Linked DNA regions of Anser cygnoides: region 2 is linked to region 1. A link is a contact called in public Hi-C data. All regions are on one chromosome and are shown on one strand. The core of a region is the stretch at or near the end of the contact, and the rest is flanking DNA. Distances in the headings are between cores, read along the strand shown.

What was found. A called contact is a pair of places that touch in the nucleus more often than the background predicts.
Region 2: a Hi-C map of blood shows a contact between it and region 1, with 14 times the contacts expected there. The contact joins the promoter of LOC106032159 here to the promoter of MCCC1 in region 1. A contact is called at or near these places in 2 of 7 Hi-C or Micro-C datasets (blood and granulosa cells).

Annotation. Positions count from the first base shown.
Region 1 is chr9:18,245,785-18,252,487 of Taihu_goose_T2T_genome, reverse strand. MCCC1 (methylcrotonyl-CoA carboxylase subunit 1) reads right to left here and starts at 3,262. Exons shown (of 19, transcript XM_048059633.2): 1 at 3,119-3,262; 2 at 1,881-1,930; 3 at 1,222-1,361; 4 at 881-976; 5 at 593-714. The coding sequence starts at 3,165.
Region 2 is chr9:19,023,540-19,030,242 of Taihu_goose_T2T_genome, reverse strand. It overlaps LOC106032159 (SRY-box transcription factor 2), which reads left to right and starts at 2,568. Exons shown (of 6, transcript XR_007161729.2): 1 at 2,568-6,025. DNAJC19 (DnaJ heat shock protein family (Hsp40) member C19) reads right to left here and starts at 2,449. Exons shown (of 6, transcript XM_048059637.2): 1 at 2,309-2,449; 2 at 1,930-1,981; 3 at 1,611-1,684; 4 at 1,205-1,281; 5 at 6-76. The coding sequence starts at 2,311.

The DNA of each region.
Region 1 (6,703 bases), core at 2,013-4,512:
GGCATGCAAAACTAGATAAATCACAGAGGTAATTTACCCTCATATTAGCAAGTGATAAAAAATTAATTTGCTGAAATTAATATTGCACAGTTTGTGTGTTAGTAATAACCTTATTTCCATATCCTAGTTTTATACTTTATAGACCAAAGAAATGTTTCCAGGGTAAGTAACTATGAATAAGATCCTCTGTGATGAATAAAACTTGTCACCCCATTTTACATCAGCCACAATAACCTCTGATGATAGGGAGTTTTCTTTTTTTTTCACCATTTTGATTCATTCAGGATCAATATGCAAGAGACACAACCTGACTCCTGAACCCTCACCTATATAACACTGCAAGGACCCTGTTCTGGAAAACTAGAATCAGTTAAGTATTTAATTATTAAGATCTCAATAACTGAACAATTCTTATGTCTACATGAATTCTACAGTTGCAAATTTGGAGCTTATTCCTTTGAAGAAAGCAATAAAAATAAGACAATGAAAACTGATGGAATAAAAAAATATGTAGCAACTGGTCCTTTAGTAACAAAATTAGCCTCGCCAAACTGTAAATTGCATAACCAAGTAACAAATTAGAAATAGATACCTCTTAATACCCATATCTCTGATAGCAGATGAAGGCGGACCTATGAAGATGATTCCCTCTTGCTTGCACAACTCTGCAAACTCTGTGTTTTCTGAGAGGAAACCATAACCTGGATGAATAGCCTAAAATAGAATAATGTTACCAGCCTATTTTTATATTAGTTTAGCTTAGAATACCCTGAAACTTCAGTATACTGCTAAGGAAGCACAAGATGCAAATATCATGAATAAACATGAAAAACTGAAGAGCAGGCAGGTATCCAAAGATTTAAGGTCATGATCAACGTACCTGTACCGCGGAGGCCTTGGCCACCTTTATGATTTTCTCCATGGACAAGTAACTCTGCTGTGAGGGTGCAGGACCAATGCAATATGCTTCATCTGCCTGTTACATCAAAAATAGGTATTACGCGGATTGTTTATTAGACAATAAAAAGCAATTTTAACTTCGAATTTCTCAGCTCATTTTATTGTTTATCAGACTGCTAGTATGCAACAGTTTAAATCATTGCCTCTCTTCCCAGAGAGACTCAACTGGGAGAAACCTGGAGAACTACCATTTTGAATGAATGTTAGTCCCATAAGAAAGTGTTTGCAGAATCAATCACAAACATAATGAATATACTTCACCATTGCTACATGCATGGAATTCTTGTCTGCTTCACTGTAAACTGCTACAGACTTCACACCCATTTTCTTTGCTGTTCGCATCACTCTGCATGCAATTTCTCCTCGGTTTGCAATAAGAATCTTCCCTATGTTGTGAACTCCTATTTAAAGGGATGAAGCACAGTAAGCAAGTTTAAAAATAAATATATAATTAAAACCAATGCTGGAAATAAAGCGATTTTAGAATTCTGATTTCTTTTTCACCATTTAGCGTTTATTCACGACAACAGGGTTCATTTAAATCACCTTGCTAAATTTTACTATTTTCTTTCTTATGTTGCTTAAATACTAATATGCCTAAAAAACAATTCTCACACTGACTTTGCAAACTTTGTATCACAAAAGGTCTCAGAGGAAAACGTCACAGAAAATGTAATATTTGTGTAAGTTGAGTATGACTACAACAGATAAATTATTCAAAATGTTGTTTAAAAATATTAAAGGTGATTTCTGGTATAACAGGTACAGACTACTGTTTTTGGTAACTATACAAATATAGCATACTTATAAAAAAAAAGAACCTACATCTTTTCAGGAACTAATGGTCTAAAACTAATTGTAAAACTATACACGTTACACAAGCAATTGAACCTTGCAGCCAAAGAAAGCATGTTACATACCCACTGCCGAGGAGACGCATCTCACAAATCTTTGTGCTGGGTTCCATTGCCTGTACAATCAGAAACAAGCAGAATAGTTACGGAAGTGCATAAAGAAGTTGCAACCGAGCTACTTCTAGTTTCAGGTGCAAAGAAAGCACCAACCCAACTCTGAAGCTTCTGATACAACTATTTACACAGAACATACCGAAGTACAACATGCTAAGGAAAGGTGGACAAACTTCATCAGATCTCTGATTCCCTTTAGACACAACAGGAACAACGAACTGTCCCCTCGCTTTCTGAGCAGCATTCAAAGTTGAAGAGTTACTGTGGGTTACTCTAAGTCCTTTGGTGGACAAAACAGAGCATGGCACTTAATACAGAGTTGGCAACATGAAGTATTTGGGAAAGAAGACACAACCACAAAATAGAGTATCTTGCACAGGCAATAGTTGTTTATACAGACAGAAGGCACAAGAGCTGAATGTGAAAGATGTCAAGAAAGAAGAGTTTGAAAACTGAGAACAGAACTCTTCTTTCTGTGAATTTCATTTCAGAAATGGAAAGTTAAATCTCAAATATGACTGAAAGCTCTAAAGAAACCAGGTATTGAAGACTAAGTGGCTGCAAGAAAATGCTGAAGCAAACTCTTGAAGAAGTTTTAATTAACACATAGGTCAACTTTGGAATCTTGGATCAAGTCCAGTAATTCTTAAATGATACTGGACAAAAAGATGCAAGACGTCCTTGACGCCACACGATCAACAGCGAGATGGGACATCGCTTCCTGAACTTTTAACAGACAGCTGTCATTGTCACCAGCTCCTTCTGCCCTTACAGGCAGCACGGGGTGGCTATGGTGGGGAGTCAGTGACAGGTATCAAACCCCGAGTGCCCAGGACAGTTTGATGGAATCCACACCAGTTGCTAAAGCTGAATTTGAGGTTGTTGGGTTTGGGTCTGTTTGTTTGGGTGGGCCTTTTTTCCACAGCAGAAGCCGGCGCCGAGCAGCGCCTCAGCTCCCAAGGCGCACAGCCCCCTCCCCGCCTCCTCCCTCAGGCAGCCCGCCTGCACCCTGGGCTCCGCGACGCCTCCGCCAGCCCCAACCGCCGCCCGCCCCGCCGGCAGCCGTTAACGGCCGGGAGGAGAAGGAGATGGAGGAGAAGGAGGAGAGGAGCCGGGCATGGGGAAACCGCGGCGGAGGGAGCGCCGCCGCCTGAAGAAGCCGCGCGCCGCCCGCCCCGGCCCGCACTCACTGACGCTGCAGCGCCCAGAGGCAGCGGCGGCCCCGCACCAGCGCCATGTTGGCGAACGCGGAGGCCGGCGGGGCGGGGGTGTGCGCGCCAGGCCGGCCCCGAGTGGCTGCCGCTGAGGCGGGCGGCGGCGAGGAGGGGCCGGCGGGGCGGGGAGCCGGAGGACGGAGGTCACCGGGGGAGGTGCCGAGAGGGGGCTGCTGAGCGCTGGCTCAGCGGGTGGCCGCCTAGTGGGGCTCGTTCGGGGAGGCAGAGCCTGGGGGAGGCGGCAGAGAAAGTGGGCAATAAAGTGACGGAATAAAGCTGAGATAAACGTGAGGTGAAGCAGGCGGCAGGAGGAGTCTCGGATTCGTTTATGAACTCCTGGGCTCTGAGCTGTGTGCCTGCAGAATGGACTGCCCTGGGGGTTATGGTGACATATGAGGGGTGGCTGGGAAAGGCATAGGGATTCCCTGCCACCATAGCGTCCCTGTGCCCAGGCACGACCACCCAGCGCAAAACTGAGCAGTTTATGTGGAAAAGAGGGGTGAGACACGTCCCATCTCCACAGACAATGCAGAAGGGGCACCTCTTGCCTGCACCTCTTGCTCAGGTGTCGCCATATGGCAGGCATCCTGGTGCAGGGCCCTGCTAAACTTCCCCGTGCGGCTCCAGCGCCCTGCTTGTGCCCTGAAGAGACAGGGCACAGGGCAAGCTGCAGCTGGGTCAGGCCTGGTGGGGCCGTTGTTACTGTCCACGTTTAGCTGGCTCTCATTGCACAGCAAGCAAACAAGCTTGAATCACCAAGGTCACCTCACTTGTCTCAGTCACACCAATTTACAGAGCCCAGGTTAACAGAAAAGTTCAGATGAAGTGTGATACCGATAGACTGCAATAAAACATTTCCAGTGTAGTACTTAGATGACCATGACATTAAAATTATCTATGTAGAGAAATGAAAAATCAGTAGCACTTATTCAAAGTATTAACAGTTACTTATGACTCTGGAGGAAGGAGAGGCCTTGCAAAGGATCTAGATATGTTGGCACATTGGACAGCCATCAACACCTTGATGTTCCCCAAAGACGAATGCTGGGTGCTTCACGGGACGAAGCAACATCAGGCACAGGCACAGCCTGGGAGATGAGTGGCCGGAGAGTAGATCAGCAGGAAGGGACCTGGGGGTGCTGGTGGCAGCAGGCTCAGCAAGAGCCAGCAGCTGCCCTGGCAGCCAGGAGGGCAAACTGCATGCGGGGTGCGTTAAGCACGGCACAGCCGGCCTAAAGAGGCGATTCTCCTGCTGTGTTTAGCATTGGTGCGGCCTCATCTCGAGTATTGTCCCTGAAAGCATCCAGAGGAGGGCAGCAAAGCTGGTAGAAGGGCTGCAGGGCATGTCTGTGAGGGGAGGCTGAGGACGCTTGGGTTGTCTCCTCTGGAGAAGAGGCTGGGGGACAACCTCACCGCTCTCCGCCACGTCCCAAGGAGGGGAAGCGCAGAGGCAGGTGCCGGTCTCTGCTCCCTGGTCACTGAGGACAGGGTGCATGCGGAAATGGCACAAAGCTGCACCAGGGGGGTCAGACAGGACATTAGGGAAAGCGTCCTTACCAAGAGGGTGGTCAAACACTGGAACAGGCTTCCTAGAGAGGTGGTCGATGCCCTAGGCCTGTCTGTGCAAGAAGCATTTGGATTGGGATTTTAATAACATGCTCCAACTCTTGGTTAGCCCTGATGTGGTCAGGCAGTTGGACTAGATGATTTTGTAGGTCCCTTCTGACTGAACTATTCTATTTAAATAGCAAATGGACCACGCTTTTCCCCAGGAACACTCAAGCCATCAATTGTAATAGTGGCAATATTATTGATATACAGATTAAAAAAAAATTTCAGCATGTTTGTCTTTAAACACAAGATGGCAGCATTTTATGTAGTTTACCATTAAACACTAAGAGAGCTAAGGATATTCTGCAATACATAAATCAGAAGTGGTGGAGGATTTTACACTTTGAACAGTAAAACTAACAGAAGTAGCAAGCACATTTGTATTGCAAATCTGCTCTTGGTGAAAGTGTCCTGTCAGTGAGGCTTTTAGAGCTTGCAAGGTCAAGTGGGATCACTGGTTTGAATATGCAGATATTTGAAAGGGCAATGTAATAAAACCAAAATGCAGAAAGTAACCGTTTTCCCACTGACACCAGAAATATGCTTAATGTTCATGTACATAGATGGAGGTGCTGCAGTGAACCTAGTGACGTACTGGATATGTTGGGCTGGTAACATTTTAATTTTTATTGTAGAAGCTTGTATATTCTGAAAGCTGCTTTACATTATTTATTTGAGTACTTATCCCCCCACCTTTTTTTGTTTTTTCTATGAGCAGATTGTGAACAACATAATTTTTTTGAAATTTGAATTCATTTTACCTGGGGAGATAACAAAAAATAATTCCACAGCAAAATCATAGACTCATAGAATCATTTAGGTCAGAAAATACCTCTAAGATCATCAGGTCTGATGAAAAAGGTTAAACATTGGCTGGGCTCATTAATCATATTCTTTAGACATGTATGGGCTATAGGAAAGCCCCAGCAAAGCCAAGGTTCAAAAACAAGATCCATGTCTTTAATCCGTACAGATTTTCTGACTCAGATGGAACACTTTCTATTTTCCCAACAACCATTTATGAGGTTTCTGCACGTGGGAATGCAACTTACTCCTTTTAAAAAAATTGAAGTAAGAGTTAAGAACCTGAGACAATGAAACAATAATTTAATAAGATACTTGGGATCTGGCAACTTCATAAGGAATAGAACTTGCAGAAAAAGTGAAATGAAGGTTATCTGACATTTTGTGGCTAGCTGGGAAAGCCCAGGTGCTGGGAACATGAGCTTCAGACATGCATGGCCCTGAGTTATTGGCGTGCAATGGCCAGAGCTTTGGTGTGAGAAAGAAAAAGATTAGCTCAAAGTTGCTTAGCTCCCTTCACATATTAACTTTTAGCTTGAAGCATGTCTTTTGCTGTATGCATGGGCTTAATTTTCATGATATGAGCATATGTTAATCCCTGCACATCTCTCACTAAATATAGGAGCATTTCATGTATGCACCAGATAACCCTTGTCGGGGTTCTGCAGCCCCTCCTGCCCTGGTCTCCCCAGGGAGGACACTGCAGATACAAGCTTATTTCAGATCTTTCATATCATGAGTGGCAGAGAGATAAGCTCAGTTTTTCCTTTGGCCATCCATGTACTAGTGAGGATTAACTTCATAAAAATCTTTCTCCACTCACCCTTGCTATTTTCCTCAAATTGGTGCTTTTTTTTTTTTTTAAAAATACTTCTTTTCTCTCTTAGACACTGTGATGCAAAGCCATTTCTTCAGTGAATCCCAATGCTTTATGCTTCTAGAACAGTCCATGGCGTGACTTACAGATTTATTTTTTGCCTTAAAAAGAAAAATGGTTGATTATTCTTCCATCTGCCATTAATCCTTGTCAAGAAAGAGAGATTTCTGAGATAACCAGCAGTCGTTATTATGACATTTTATCCCTGAGAGAAGTTTCTTTCTTTCTGCTGCCCTTGTTGGCACTTCTCTAATAGATAAGTCTCATGC
Region 2 (6,703 bases), core at 1,319-3,818, 780 kb before region 1:
CTTACCTTTATCTGGATGATTCAGAAGCATGATGCGTCTATGAGCTTCTCTAATTTTACTTCTGTTGGCTGTAGGGCTAGTTTAAAAGACAAAGAAAAACTAATTTGAGGGAACCTCATAAAATCCTCCAGATTAAAAAGATGTCTTAGAACAAATACTTTGCCTTGCCCCAAAATTCTTTGATTTACATGTATGTTTTTCTTTTCCTATTATTATGTATAACGTTTAAGTCCTGGGTAGGGTTTTTTAGGGTTTTTCCAATATATTGCATGCTCAAGAAGACATGCTGTAAGGACATGGTATAGCAGTCTAACATGCTTTGGAACATCCACACAATCTGGAGATGAGGGGAAAAAATAAAAATAGGCAAATTTTCAAGAATATTTTGGTAACAACCAAGTTAACAGGATTTATCCTGACACAGCAGTACTTAAAAGTGTTTTTGGTATTTAGCTCCCACTGAAATCTAGTAGAATTACACTATCTTGCAGAAGTAGCTAACCACCTCAAGATCCTACAGTGTATGTCCCAGACAGGGCTCTCTCAAATGCCTGTGTGAATTCAAACTGAATATTCAATCAAAAAGGAACAAAACTAGATTGTAACATTTTTATAGGGTCAAATTTCATAGAGGGCTCCTGAAAAAAAGAAAAACTTAATCGATTGTTTTTAATTATTTGTGTACAAACTTCCCTGTTGAAAGTTGCCTTCAAAGAGAAATGGTTCTTACTCTCTCTCTTACTAGATAAACTTGCGTATTTGGTCTTAGACTCTAAGTTTTGGCAGGGAAAGCTAATCCTCTCTCAGATATTCTAGAATAAGTGATGAATTTGCATGCAGGAAGTAGGTGTGCAGCACTTTCACACAGGATCTGAAATTCAACGGAAGTGACAGCAACCACAAGCGAGCAGCACAACCCTGTTCCCCACACAGAATCAGCCCCAGGTCTTCATGAAAATGGCATGTTTACTAGGACCGGCTTTTGAATGTGCTTGGGATTTACAGATGTATGCAAGTCTAATTAGAGTTAGCTTGGAGCACACTACCATGCAGCAGAGAACCCCAAGTCAGTACAGAAAATCCTGAGAAGACACTCTGTATTTCCTGGCTTGGCAGTGACATTTCCAGGGGAACTGGCATAGGACAGTCTTGAGTACTGAGTATCCTCCTTTTTACCTTTCATTTATAATAAATTTTCTTTTACCTCACTCCAAGTATTAAAGCTGCTTCTCGTTTAGTCATTTTGGGTTCAAATCCACCTCTATAATAACCACGGAAGTCCTGGAAGGGAAAGTGTGTTCATTTAGAATACAATGATTATGTAAGTTTAACTACATCAGTTAAAACAACTCATGATTGCTTCATGATTGTGAAGCTTCTTTTGCACTTGCAATAAGGAACTCAGTTGAAGCAGAGCACTGTAACTTAAATTAATACTTAAACCTGCCAGAACAACTTCTCTATTAGTCTACTACCATCAGAATCACAGACTGTTAATAGTGACAAAATTATGTTTAATTTTAGAAGATGCAATACTACACAGACAACAGTCTGCAGCTACTTCACTGAGTACACTTTTTAATAAAAAGATGCCATTGATAAAAACTTACGGGTTTCGGTAGATTCTGAAGTGCTTGTTTTACTTGGGGCTCCATTTGCTTCATAGCTTTGAGTGCATAACGACCTGAAAGAAATTAGCGTTGAACAAGACTAAGTATGAGGTTTCATAAAGACCTGGCAATTCAGTTTGACTAGTAATTTATGGATTAGAATATGGAATAAGGAATTTTTTTTAGACATAAAAAAATGAGAAATTTTTATTTATTGTTTAACTACTGCCACGTTTCTCATTATAGGCTCTCAGCAGTGTCCACTATCAGGTATTAAAATGCATCGGTGCAGAAGCAGGCGTTAGACACATCTACAAACCTGCAAATCCAGCTGCTGCTATGGTCAGGCCAACCGCCACCATGGTACCGGCCTGCACAGGAAACAAAGTCTTTGTTTACCAAGAAAGAGAAACAAGACAACACACACACACACACACACACACACACAAAAAGGCTGTCTCTGGAAGCGGGCACCATTAACCCATTAGCGCCGGGCAGGGCTGCGGCGGGGCTGCGGGGCCGAGTGGGATCCGGGGGGTGGTTTTCAGCGCCGCAGCCCCTCGTACCCGGCCTCCAGGGCCGTGCCGAGGGCAGCGGGCTCCCTGCAGGCCGTGCCGCCCTCCTGGGCCTCGGGAAGGGCCGGAGCCCCGGCGGCTCCCGCAGCGCGGCCGACCGGGCCCGGCCCCCACCGCACTCACCATGGCCGCGGCTGCCGCCCGGCCCCAAGCCCCTCGCACTGCGGACGGCCGGGCCGAGCTGGCGGAGGGCCGAGACTCGTCGCTCGGCCCCGGGCCCCGCCGCACAGCCGCCACCGGCTGTCGTAAAGCGGGGCGGGGCGGCGGCGGTGACCGCCCCGGTGGGGCCGGGCCGGGCCGGGCGCTGAGGTGGCCGCGGGGCGAGGGCGGCCCGAGATGGCGGTCCTGCGGCCGAGCCGGGTAGAGGGGCTGCCCCGGGGCTGTGACAGGCGGCTGTGCTTTATATAAACGGGCGATGACGTGCTCGAGCTAACGTGTGCCAGACTCGTTTTTTACAAAAAAAAACGTGGTTTATCTCCCGTCCCTGTGACAGGGCGTGTGCCCCGTCCCATTTTCCTTGTCTTCTGTCCGTCCCTCTTGAGCTCCGGCCCGCTCCTTCTCGTTCCCCGAGCATTAACGCCAAATTCGTGAAAATTCCACTCAAATGGCGCCTGCCCTGCCGGGCTGGCACGGGAAGGACTGGCTATGGGGGCAACCGGGGAAATTAATGCAGGCCCTGGCTCCAGACGGACAAGCTCGCATAGCTGATTGTTTAAGATCACTACAAAGTGAGGGTGAACTGCAGGTCTGGTACTTGTATTTGAATATTATTAATAATATAGTGGTGACACTGTATTAACAGCATAGTGCTGCATGTAGCAGAGTGTCCGTCTGTAGTTCCAGTCAGAAGTCATGGTTTTGGAAATGCAATAACTTGGCCTGCAGGAACATGCCAGCCTTCAGCACTGAGTTGCTTTTTCAAACAGGTCGCAGCTCTAATTACAGCTGTCTGATTCGTGTTTAGTTTGCAGGAATTAAAAGCTTTCGTCTTACCTTAGTTCCTCTGGATGTGTTGGTGTCTTCACGGGCACCTGGAAAATGAATGTGCAGTGTAGTCTAAGAGCTGGTCACTGGTTAAGACGCTTGTAATTTTGCTGGTTCTTGCAGTGGAAAATATTTTTTCTTCTCCTATTTTAGCTCTTATGAGTGCTGAGCTCACTTTGAATACATTATAATTTCAGTTTGAGTGTGAATTGTTTTTTTTTCACTAAAATTTCAAGTGCCTGACGCACTGTCTTCTGAGATGTTTGTTTGGGGGTGGTCTCCTATTTCCTTCCTTCCCTGTTATCCAGGCAACACTATGTTAAAATAATCTGCTCACTTTTAAGAATGATAGAAAAAAGGTTTTGGCTGTATAAGGTGCTTCCACAAAGCATCTCTAAGACTTTCGTGAGATGGAAGTAAAAGGAAACTTTGATAAAGTGATCAAGTCCCCTTGTTGTAGAGCGCAAGGCCCCTGCCAGCCTGTGAAAACTTTTCAAATATGGGACAGGGAGCTAGCAACTGAAAAAACAGCTGGGTGTTTGTTTTATGAAAAGAAAAAAAAAAAAAAAGCTGTAGGAAACTACAGGCTTGGTAGCCAACTATAGTTTCTTCATAAAGGGAAGAGAATTAGGTTTTAAAATGGTTTCCTCTTTTTGTCCGTTCTCTATCCAAAAAGGGTGTAGAGCAGTGCAAGCTAGTGGCTTTTCTGAGGCATTACCAGTGATTTCATTTTTCCTATCATCTAAAACAAATAAGAGAATGGGAATCCTTTCCTGTAATTTATTACATGAGGTTTGGTTTCCACGTTGTGACAGAACCTTTTGTGGGGCCCAGATCCTTGTGGCTTTTGAGAGAAAGCTGTCCCAAATGGGACTGCTGTTGTCTTTCTTTCCTCACTTTCCCCAGCTCGTGTCGGGAAGGACTGGAGACTGGTCACAGATGGGGTGTTGCAGGTTTATACCTACTGGGTCTTTCTATTATATTTTTACTCCCTGAGAGGATCCAAACTTCATCTGAGAACATCACACTGTTCTGAGTTCCCTGTCAGAGCCGAAGCGTGTGCTAGAGGTGTTCCAGCTGATGGCACGTGGGCACGTTGTATGGGATGAAGACTTAAAGCCAGCGATACAAAACGCCACATTTGCTAAGGAAGATGATATCTGGGGATGCCTCCCGCCACGTTCTGAATGTGGTCTCTTCTAAGGACTTTCGTAGCAGCCACGTGCCTCTAGGTGGTACGGGATATATTAAATACACCTCTCCCTCTGGCAAGCCAAAGGAAGAACCGCTGCTTGCCCTTCCTTGGCACTGCCTGTCTCCAGACTGCTTTGGCGCGGGTGGCAGCTGTTGTAGGCCTGTCCTGGCCAAGGTACCAAACTGCTGCCACTCAGCTTTCCAAATGTGCATCAGAGTTAAGAAGTTTTCGGTGCAGAAGTCTGCAAATAGCTGCTCTGAGGCTAGTCCAGATCTGTTTCATTTTCCTCCTTGGCTGCTCAGAAAACCAGAGTGAAGTACAGTAAGGGACTGGATGTTTAAATGCTGTTAGTTCACATTTAAACACAAAATCAGTAAGTGCTTGTGTGTATGAGTAGCTATGATAACAAGTCCTTGAAGGATCAGAACTGTGATACATTATTTCTGAAACTGGAAGATTTATGAATTTTTACTTATATATAGGTTGTACTCTCCAGAAACTACTCGTCTAGATGCCCCTGTTGGCAAATGGTGTCTTAAGTCTTGCCAAATGCTGCAACTTGATTTTGTGCAGGCTCTGTACATAAATATTAAGATGATTTGTTAGACAACAGGTAGCTTGGTGTTTTTTAAGCCTTGGTCCTTCAAACTACTACAGCTATATAGCATACAGCTAGAGCTTTATGGACATGCTGGTGGCCATATAGACACTGGGGCATGCTGCTGAAATCATAGTTATTACTGCTGATTTCTAGGAATTAGGAAACAGGCATTATAAGGAGTATCAAGATCAAACAAACAAAAACAGAAAATGCAGAAAACCTCATAGAAATACTTGTTTTCCACAAACAGAGCTGGAAGTGCTCTCTTTTGCCATTGGAGTTTCCATTTATTTAGAAATAGGAATTCTGCTCTGTTTGCTTTATGGGTTCATTTTATAGCACCTTATTCCTCTAGGTCTTCTCTCTGTCAACCTTGTGCTGTTGTGCAGAGGATCATTCACGGGGAAAAATGAATAAGCTCTAATGGGCACAAATTAAATCAGTACACTGCAGTTTTTATCCCTTCTGAAGAATGTCTGTTTTTTGAAATCAGGAGGAAGGCAAAACTACTGAGTTTTTAAGAAATATCCCCTCAGCTGGAGTATACAACCTTTTATTTTGCTTAATGTGTTTCTAAACTGCTCCCTTTATGTTTTCCAGAGAAACCCTGAAGCTTTTGTTGTTTCTTCTGTTAAGGGTTTCATCCTAGTGCTGTCTTAAGGTTTTCAACTCAGTTAAAATACCTTTTGATAGAAGATGATTTTCCTTTTCTTAGCATTATCTTACTGCACTATCCAAAGCAGCCACATGTAGAACATAAGCAAACTTCTCCATTAAAATGGACCATTTCTGCAGAAACCTGGCAATACTTAACCATATCTTCCACAAACTGGACAGCAGGTGAAATAGTTGTGCGTTGAGGAAGTTTGTGATGTACCTGTTCAACATCTATATAAGGCTGCTAAACGTTTTTGTAAGTGAAAATCAAGGTTATGTGCTGCAGCAGTTGTCCTGTGCGCAGCTGATCCTCGTGCTTCTCTGCTGCTTGAGGCTGCAGCCATTCTGTGTTCCCTGCTGTGGCTGCACCGAGATGCTCAGAGGCTCACCCAGGAACACTGAGGTGAAGAATTTCTTAGGTGCTTTTAAACGTTTTATCCTCTTTGGTTTTAGAACACTATTTATTTATATTTTAATATATGTATAATAAAAATAAAGTTTAGGTAGAAATTCTTGTTTATTTTCTTTTCTCCAAATTTTTTTCCTATTTTTTCCCCCATACTCCACTTTCTTTGGCTATACTAGTCTGCCAATTACGTTTAACATCTCCTTTCTTTTTCTTCTCATTTATCCTTTTTGAGATTCCATTATTTCTTGTGTCCTAAATATCTGTACCAGAATACAACACTGTGCTGTCTCACCTGTGGCTAAATTACCTTGGTGTTTGTAGCATCACTTTGTCATTAAATTGATAATCATAATTATTAGAGCATAGTGTGGATGACACTAATTGCAAACTGAGATTCACTCACTTGGTAAGAATTGTTATGGGCTTTTTTTAATCAAACAAAGCAGGATTTCACTGTAATTTGACACCAGCTATGAAGTGTGTATGTGTGGCATCTGTGTTCACAACAATCATAAGAGAATCTGCCTTGCAGTGGCATTATTTGGCTTCCCAGCTTAGTTAAAAAACAGATAAGGTTGCTGGAAAGTAATGGAGAGGCAAGGTCTGTAATTGTTAGTAAATTAGTCACAAAATTCCCTGAAGCTGAACTAAGGAATACAGCATCTACATGTG